Regions from separate parts of the Sus scrofa genome. Here region 2 is linked to region 1. A link is a contact called in public HiChIP or PLAC-seq data. All regions are on one chromosome and are shown on one strand. The core of a region is the stretch at or near the end of the contact, and the rest is flanking DNA. Distances in the headings are between cores, read along the strand shown.

Region 1 (4,831 bases), core at 699-3,198:
TTAAAAAAAAAAAAAAAAGAAAAAAAAAAAGCATTTCTTAGAAGTGAAAGAAAACCAAGAAATGAAACTGAGCATTGAGGGTGGAGCTGCGTGGTGAAAGGAACTTGTGGGTGAAGCTGATTCTGAGCCCATAGGATTGCTTTACCGCCTTCCTTAATTTATACAGTTACTGAATCTTACCATTTACGGAAAACTGCTGACACTGGGAGAACCAGAGGTGGCTCAGACACAGACTGTCATCTCTAGACCCAGAGCACAGCAACAGAGAAGACAGGGGTGCTGATACAAGGCCCAGCATACGAATGCAGAAGAAACTATACTCAGGTCCCAGGGAAACACTGGGGGGAACACGGCAGCTGCAGATGCTCCACTTGGCGTCCCGGGTTCTGATAGATTTGACCTTCAGACCAATTATGCACCCAGGAAAAAAGAATTCATATCTGACTATCTGCTTTCGGCTACGTAAGCACTGAGCGAGATGAACTGGTTTTATCCGCATTAACATCAGGGGTGGTAGCCAGTGCCCCTGGTACACACTCATGCCATCACTTGGCCGCTTCTCCCTTATTTAGCTCACCCTCCCACCCAAGACTCAAGCAAATGTACCAGTAACTGTCGGATCCTGAACTCAAACTAATGACAGACATTAAAACTCTTGCTTATTAGAAAACAGCTATGCTCTTAATCTAAAAGTGGGAAAAAATAAGTCTTATTGGAAGGACACCATGCCAGCCCCCCTATACCTTCTTTGTGCCTCATGTCAACTCACTAAAATACCTATTAATATCCGCACATATAACTGAGGAAACAAGCTCAGCAAGATAAGCTAATTTCCTTACTTAATCACCATACATTTTGTTCATCTATATATTTCATGTCTGGGGTATAAAGATGAATAAGACTGACCCCGCCCCCCCCCCAACTGGTTGGAGCACAGGGAGGTAGGATGTTTGAGGTTTGGGGGATGGGAGGATGTAAGAGACCATCGAGGGCTACCACGCAGCACCTGTGGTGGGAGCACTGTGCGAGTGTGATAAATGCTCTGAGAGGACAGCCGTGAAGCGATCGGGAGCGGTCCACGCAGTTGGAGTTTTGCAGGTGTACTGGGAGCAGGAGGGGGAATTATGGGGTGATATGGGTAGGACTTCCCGGAGAACTGGAGAAGATGAATGTGGGTTTACCCGGAAGACTACATGTGTCAGACCTGGAAAGCTTAAAATAGAAGAACAAGGAAGCAGGAGGTACTGATCTATAAGCAACATTATAATGAATTAGATCATGGAGAAATTTAATAGTCAATGAAACATAATGCTTTACATAGGATTTAGGTGTGAGAGAAAACAGTCAGATTTTTAACATTACTAAAAACTCTAATAGGAAACGGAAGAGTGAAATTCTCTTTCCCACCATAAACACACAAACTGCTTTCAAGAGTTAGCTCCCTTTAATGCTGAATCGTCCAAATCTAAACACTGTTGGAAATTTGTTAATTTTCAGATCAACCACAAGGAAAACAGCTAAGTCTAGCAAGAAGGTCTTTTATGGGAAATAGAGAGGAACAAGTTTCACGAGCCCTGGGCACATGCTTCCCTGTTTGTCCTCCGGTGACTGGCTTGAGAACTAAAAAGAGTTACAGCAGGTTCCCTGAGGAAGACAGCCTAATGTGCCCGCATCTCTTCTCCCAAATTCTTTCCCAATCTTGTTTCTGCCATGCTCTTCATGCAGAATTCACCCCACCCCACCATTCCCTCTCTCTTCTCTCTCTCTCTCTCTCTCTCTCTCTCTCTCTCTCACACACACACACACACACACACACACACACACACACACCATTACTCTTCCATTTGCAGTAATTTCAACACCTAGGAATCATAACATAAATAAATAAATAAATAAACAGCAACCGATTCCTTTAAATCAGCTGATTTTTTTTTAGGACAAAAAAAGCAAAAGTGAAACCAGTTTTTCACTTCTGGCTTGGAGGATAAATAAGGCTCTGTCAGCACAGAGGGCGCTGAAAGTCTAGGCTGGAGATTTCAGCCTGCAAACTCCCAGACTCCAGGAAGGAACCTTCTCTGCTTTCTCTCTAGTCTCTTTGGAGCACCTTGAGGACAGGAGCTTGGCTTCAAGAAGACAGGTAGGTGACGGCGAAGGAGGGAAATGAGGTAGACAGAGAGAGAAAACAACATACTCAGAGACCAAACCAGAAACAGAGCTCGATGGAAACAGGCATAGAGACCGTCAGAAACCCAGGAAACACAGGCAGATTAAGGCATGATCAGAAATAGAATCTGGCATTCTCAGGACTCCAATAAGCAGCTCCGAATCTGGTGGAAAGGGAGTGCGCTATTGAAAGACAGCTTGGTAAATTAAACAATTTGGTAATTCATACTAAAAATAAAAATAAATCTAGACAGGGAAAAAGGGACTTTCAGAGAATTATTGCAATACGGGGAAGGAGACCAGTGCAATAAATAAAACAAACATAGAGCTGCAAGCATCTCAAAGGCCAGGCAGAAGGAATTTTCTCCCACTATGGGAAAGGGGCATCAAAGAACATACCTCTAGGTAGTGAGATGATCAGGGGCTGTTGTACTCTTAGGAAGAATCACGAAGGGGAGGTTGCATGCTGGGTCAGGAGATGGGGGTCAAATTAAGGGGACTAGAGAAAGGAGAGAAGCTTTACTTATGTTTAGTTTCAAGCACCTTTTAATTGATCGGGGGGCAAACAGCTCAGCTAATCCTTTCTGAGTCCAAGAATGGGACTTCAAAGGTCTGCGTCTGGCCTCAAGATAAGAAATAAAGGGACACGTGCGTGAGTCTCATCTAAGTCTTACGGGGAGCAGCAGCGGGTCTTTGCGATAAGCTAATTCTTAGAACACAAAGGGTGGATGGACTTCCTTAACCATCACTGCTTTCCAGGAGTAAAGGATTCAGGAAAAGTTTCACACTGTCCTATGATTCATGTAAGGAACAGGTGCTATGGTAAGCACAGAGAAGAGGGCTATTAACGCCATCTGGAAGATGAATGGAAGGCTTCACAAATAAGAAACTTGAATTGTTTAGGGGTATAGGGTCCTGGGAAGCACTCCTGTAATATGTTATAGCGGAGGGAAAGAAATTCCCTTCTAGATTTCTTTTGGCTAGTCTAACAACTGAACTGATATAAGACATTAACAGGAAGGCGTTCCCGTCGTGGCTCAGTGGTTAACGAATCCAACTAGGAACCATGAGGTTGCAGATTCGATCCCTGGCCTCCTCAGTGGGTTAAGGATCAGGCGTTCCCGTGAGCTGTGGTGTGGGTTGCAGACGCGGCTCGGATCCCGCGTTGCTGTGGCTCTGGTGTAGGCCAGTGGCTACAGCTCCGATTGGACCCCTAGCCTGGGAACCTCCTTGTGCCGCGGGAGCGGCCCAAGAAAATGGCAAAAAGACAAAAAAAAAAAGACATTAACAGGAAAAAGCCAAATTTAATTACATGCTCACAGGAACCCCGCCAAAACAGGAAGGTCAAAGGCACTCAGGCAATTGAGGCTTACGTACCATCCTGAGCTAAGGAGAAGGAAGCTTCAAAGGGGAGGATGGCAATTCACAGGAAGAGGAGAGACCAGCACAGGACTGGTAAAAAATGTTTACCATGCCATGCAGACAAACACCTCTCTGATATAAAAAGTTATCTCTGGTGATAGCCCTTTATGGACATTTAGGGTACTTCCAGTTTTTTGGCTGTTATGAGAAAAGCTGCTGTGAAATCCATACATAAATCATTGCGTGGACATACATTTTCGGTTTTCTTAGATAGGTATCTAGTAGTGAAGTGTCTGAATTGTGTGGTATATGCATGTTTCACTTCTTAAGAATTGCCAAACAAGTTTTTAAAGGGGTTACTAATGGGAACTCCCTGGTGGCCTAACAGTTACGGATCAGCATTGTCACTGCTGTGGCTTGCCTTTGATGTCTGGCCCTAAGAACTTCTGCATCCCCTGGGTGCACCCCCCAAAAAAAAGTGGTTACCTCCAACAGTGATGCATGTTCTAGCTGCTCTGTACCCCCTCCTGCTACTTGATATTGTTAGTCTTTTTACTTGAGCCTTTCTGATGAGTGTGTACCATTTCCTTGTCTATTCAAACTCTGCCCCTTTCTTTCTGCATTATCTCACATTTTATTAACTATAAGAATCTACAGAACCTAGATACCAGTCCTTTGTCAGATATATGCATTGAAAATATTTTCTGGATTTCCCGTCGTGGCACAGTGGTTAACGAATCCGACTAGGAACCATGAGGTGCGGGTTCCATCCCAGCCCTCGCTCAGTGGGTTAAGGATCCGGCGTTGCCGTGAGCTGTGGTGTAGGTTGCAGACACGGTTTGGATCCCACGTTGCTGTGGCTCTGGCATAGGCTGGCAGCTACAGCTCCGACTGGACCCCTAGCCTGGGAACCTCCATATGCCGGTGGGAGCGGCCCAAGAAATAGCAAAAAGACAAAAAAAAAAAAAAAAAAAAGAAGGAAAGAAAGAAAGAAAAAAAAGAAAATATTTTCTTCTATTCTTCAGCTAGCCTTTTAATTTTCCTAATGTGCTTTTCAGAGAGCAAAATTTTCTTCACTTTGGTTAGGTCTAATTGATCAATTTTTTCTTTTCTGATTCATGATTTTAGTGTCCAAAGACAGTTTTGCTCACTGCAAGGCCATGAATTTTTTTCACTCTGTTTTCTTCCAGAAGTAGAATAGTTTAGCTTTTACATTTAAGCCTTTGTTCTACTTGGAGTTATTTTGGGAGTGGTGTAAAGCAGGGTGAATGTTCACGTGTCTCCTAATGGATACCCAGAGGTCCTA
Region 2 (4,831 bases), core at 1,383-3,882, 1.2 Mb after region 1:
AAACCAGAACTACAGATGAAATGAATGCTGGTCTCGAGAAAAAAAGCCTCCAAGTATTAGACAAGGTCACTTAACAAATGCTCATTGAGAAGAATGCCATGCTGGCAAATGGACCAAGAGCCATAAACAGAAAGACGAGTCTCAACAGAGGGTGTAAACCACTATTAACCTGAGATTCACCTGGAAACTAGTAGTAGATTAAAGCTCGGCTGTCCATATACAAAAGAGCAGATGTGGAAAATGCTACTAGATTGACGTTGTTCAGAGATCAGATGATGGGGGTGGGGGAAATAAGGGATTATCCAAGAATTCCAACTTGAAAACGCAACGACTGAATTGAAGGTAGAGAAAGATGAAGGAATCAAAGACTGAGTGAGGAAGAAACATATTAGGTCGAAGAAACGACCTGTTGCTGGAAAACATATCATCTTGCAGGCGTTTCAAAATGCCAGTGTGGCTGGTGTGCACAAAAGGCCCAGGCCTTTGGTATCACAAGTGCCTACAGTGGCCTTAAATATGATGCTTACTAAATTATGTACCACTTAAAAACTCTTTTCCAAGAGCAAGGGGACGTTATCAATGTCTCCCCCCCGGAGACAGGTAGGGGCATTAACTAGCAGTATGTTTGAGCTGTGATCTTAGACGGTCCCATTGTGGAGCTGGGAAGGTGAGTGGGACGCAGGCACAGCTGCTCAGGGCAGAGCTGGTGAGCGTCTGGGGCGGGGGGGTGAGGAAGCCAATGCAGCGAAGCAGATGAGACAGAAGAGATATAAAAGGACGGGACTGGGTGTTGGAGTCCATGGGGGGGAACAAGGTTAAATTCAGGCCTGGGCTCACTCTTCCCATCAGGAAAGATAACACTGGCGTTTACCCTCTTCCTCGTAACTTTTGTTCATTTGTTTTGTTTTTCTTGGAAACCTACTGGGTGACAGTCAAGTGGACGATCGGTGGCCTTTGAGGCCACATGGTTGATAATACAACAAGCCTGATGTGTGACGTGCGTTTGGGCTACAAAGACTATATAGATCTTAAAGGCCAGTGGGCAAGTGTAGACCTTTTTTCACAAGAGGATTATGACTCTTACCGCCAAATCTGTCTTTTTTGGGAAAGAAAAGGTCAGCCCCTGGAAACTGTGCTCATGCTGTGAGGCCACGCAACCCATCCTTCGCAGGACTAGGCCTCTCTAACCTCCAGTAGTTGGTTACACAAGCATCTGGTCTATTTCCTACAAAGCTGTGATGACTGGGAAAACTCACCTCCTGACCCACTTAAGCACCATCTCTGAGAGCTCACCTGAGGCAGCCATGCCATTGCTGTGCCTCCTGTCCTGCAACCCCGGGTCAACCCGAGGGAACCTGGCAGTTCACGTCTTTTGAGGTTACATGGGCAGGATCGGCAATCCCGATTGGAAACCACGGCTGGTGGTCGGTTAGAGTGGGTACCACGGAATGACAGTTACAAGCATGTTCGTTTTCCAACCTGGACTCAATAGGAGGAGCTTGAATTTCTAGGTTGAGAAATTCTGTCAGAGGCTCCAGGAAAATGAGGCTAAGAAACCATCAACACAGAGAGGGGGGATCTCAGAAGATATTCACGTCTTGACGGCTGCCCATGCTCAATGGTAGAAGAAAGAACTCCAGTGTGAGACAAATGATAAAGTTCGCTCTTCTGCACAAGGAAAGGAGAACCTATGGAAACTACATAGAGATACACCGAGACTACGGAGAGTCTCCCTGTGTGCCCTGTTCATTGCACAGGAAGGGCCCCTGACAAAGAACGAGGCTGCACACGGACGGGAAATAGACGCTAGCTAAAGGTGCAGATACTGAAAATAGCCTAGAAGCAACACCTAGTTCGCCCCTGGCTGCAAAGCCGACCATCCAGGTCACCCACTGATAAGTAATAAGGTCAGAGACAGACATTTTATCAGTTCATGATGCGAGCTACTTCCCCCTGTGGTGGTGGGGCTTCCCATTATTTCTCATCCCCCTCAAGTCCCAGCCCATGAACACAGAAGAGGCTGCAGAGCTGCCCACAGTCACACCACTAGGCTCCCGAGCACGGAGGGGCCAAGAGGATGGAAACCAATCCACCCCCCCCCCCCGCCGCGCAAATGCTGTCACACCAACGGACTAACCCATCAGGACTCAAAGACCCCCCTGCCCTGGTTCCTGGCACATTCTCGCTCTGAACAGTCAAGGATGCCGGCTGTCTTCAGCAAGGTGCCATATTCACATGTACAGACCAGGAAGGCCAGGTGGGTAGATCCGGCCTGGATAAATGCACAGTCCCTCCGTGGAACAAGCAAAGCCTGGCTTGCCTTCCCCCCTCCCTTCCTGTAAGCCTCGCCCTCCCCCAGAGGGCCCTTCAGTCCGGCCTTGCTCTCAGCAGGAAGCCTGCAAGCTGGGCTTTTTCCACCCTCTGGAACGGCCTCCAGACAACCGTTCAACTCACCCAAGCAGCTTCAGGTTTTCCTCCGGAGTCTCCCCAACTCTGCCTTCCACCAACCACTCAGTGTTCTTCAATACTGAGAAGAAGGACCGGAGGGCCTGGGCAGATGGGCTCAGATCCACTCACTGACCTCGGGCTCCACCCAGAAGACCTGCCGCGGCAGCTGAAGGAAAACGAAAGTTAAATTCTAGGAGGTGGAGCTTGGGCAGGAAAGGAGAAGAGAAACTGTATAGCAAGAGGACAAAGCCAGGCCTCCCCAGAGGGTCCCTGAGACTTGACAAGGCTTTTGCGCCTGAGCCTGGGCCACAGGCTGGTTTTGTTGTTGCTGCTGCTGTTGTTGTTTTGTTTATGGCCACACCCACAGCACATGAAATTCCCAGGTCAGGGCCTGAATCCGAGCCACAGCCCTGCCACCCATACCCATGCCACAGGGACCTGAGAAGCTGCTATGGGATTCTTTTTTGCTTTTTTCGTTTTTCTTTTTTTTTTTTTTTGCTTTTTGGGCTGCACCTGCAGCATATGGAGGTTCCCACTCTAGGGTTTGAATCAGAGCTACAGCTGCTCTCTTGCACCACAGCTCACGGCCACACCAGATCCCTGACCCACTGAGCGAGGCCAGGGACTGAACCCACGTCCTCACGGATACTGGTCGGATTCTTTTCTGCTGCACCACAATGGGAACTCCTGCTATAAGATTCTTAACCCACTGTACCACAGCGGGAACTCCCCAGTGGCTGCATTTTTATCCTTAGCTCAGCGCTACTCCCGGAAGGTTGTTCCCATGGCTCCTCAGACTAACCCATCCGCGGGATAACGAGACATCCTGAGCAACGCAGTTTCACACGCAAGCCCCTTGCCTTGTGTCTTTACACACGATCTGTCAAGAGGGGGAGGAAAGTACCCCCCTCACCCAGTGAAGACCCGCACTCAGGGCTTAGGCTCACGGGAGGCAACCGTGCTGGCTCACCCTCTCCCGGCATGTGTCCACCAGCTGAACTAAGCCAATCTGGCCAGTCCGGGTCCTGGCAGGTCCCATTAGCGGGGCCACCACAGAGTGGGAAGGCACCAAAGCTGACTTTCAGAAGCTGGAGGCCATGTGGCCACATGGACCCTTTTGCTAAATAGGCTGAAAAAGATGACACTGTATGAAGTGCCATTTGCTGGGCTGCGTCATCTAATATGTAACATATAATCCCCATGATCTTAGAGTAATAAAAAGGCAGCAGGAAAATGTGTGTGATGGTTGACTTTAGGAGTCCACTCGCCCGGATCATTGGCTTCCCAGATGCAACCGGCTTTCTGGGTGTGTCTGGGAGGGTGTCATTTCCAGATGAGATTAGAATTGCATCTGTGCCCTCAGTAAGGTCGTTTGCTGTCCGCAAGGTGGGTGGGCAAGGGCCGATTTGCTAAGGGCCTGAAGAGAACAAAAATGTGGAAGGAGGAAGAATTTGTACTTTTCGGCCCTGCCGGCCTCCTTCAGCTGGGCTTTAGCTCTTCTCCGGTCCTTAGACAAATATATTTCTTTTTTCTCATTTCCTATAGACGTTTATTTTTATTTTTTTATTTTTTTCTCGTTTTTAATTAAAATATAGTTGATTTACAGTATTGTGCTAATTTCTGCTGTACGGCAAAATGACCCAGCCGTGCATAGATATACCTTCTTTTTCCCATATTATCTTCCATCATGTTCCGTCACAAGAGACTGGAAGTTTCCTGAGCTGTACAGTAGGACCTGATGGCTTACCCATTCTAAATATAATAGTTTGCATCTACTCTACCCCATAAGTACAGGGGAAAAGAGCTGGAAATGAAAATGCCAAAAGACACGGGGACCCAGCCACGTGCTGCACCTTTACTCACTGCAGTAGCGTTTGCCCTGCGTCTCCCTGGAGGAGGAGAAAAGCCTTGACTTCATTCTGAGGCTCACGGCAGCCTTTCCGCTCCCTGGAAAGCGTGAGGCTGACCAGGAATAGGAAACACGGACTTACACCACGACTGAGGAAGCCCGGGACCGAACTTCCAACCCCCTGTCCCGGTAGGTCACAGCGTGAACGAGCAACCTGTAAAAAGATGTATCTGGGCAAACAGAGAAAAGGCTTTCCAGTAAAAAGAATGACTGTGACCACAGAAAAAAATATCAAATCTCTTTTTTTCTAGTATATTCTTAAGGAAGCTGTGCCAGTAATTGCAATAAAACCCTGGGTATCTATGAAGAGATAACACATTCTTTTATAATGAAGAAATATTTGTTATATGCACAATACAGCATTGTTACCTATAGGCTCTAGGACTCATCCATTTTGTGTAAATCAAACTTTATGTCCATTTTAAGCAACTCCTTAAAAACTTGCTAAAAGGCCGGATTTCCTGTTAAGTAGTC

Evidence for each region. HiChIP or PLAC-seq counts read pairs in DNA pulled down with a chosen protein or histone mark.
Region 2: a contact with region 1 is called in an H3K27ac HiChIP or PLAC-seq map of alveolar macrophages. The contact joins the promoter of LOC733579 here to the promoter of LOC110255360 in region 1. A contact is called at or near these places in 1 of 5 promoter capture datasets (fetal liver) and 1 of 2 datasets of contacts at active chromatin or transcription factors (alveolar macrophages).

The regions. Positions count from the first base shown.
Region 1 is chr9:2,929,500-2,934,330 of Sscrofa11.1, forward strand. It overlaps LOC110255360 (interferon-induced very large GTPase 1-like), which reads left to right and starts at 1,949. Exons shown (of 3, transcript XM_021062326.1): 1 at 1,949-2,137.
Region 2 is chr9:4,167,601-4,172,431 of Sscrofa11.1, forward strand. LOC733579 (tripartite motif protein TRIM5) reads right to left here and starts at 2,633. Exons shown (of 8, transcript NM_001044532.1): 1 at 2,455-2,633.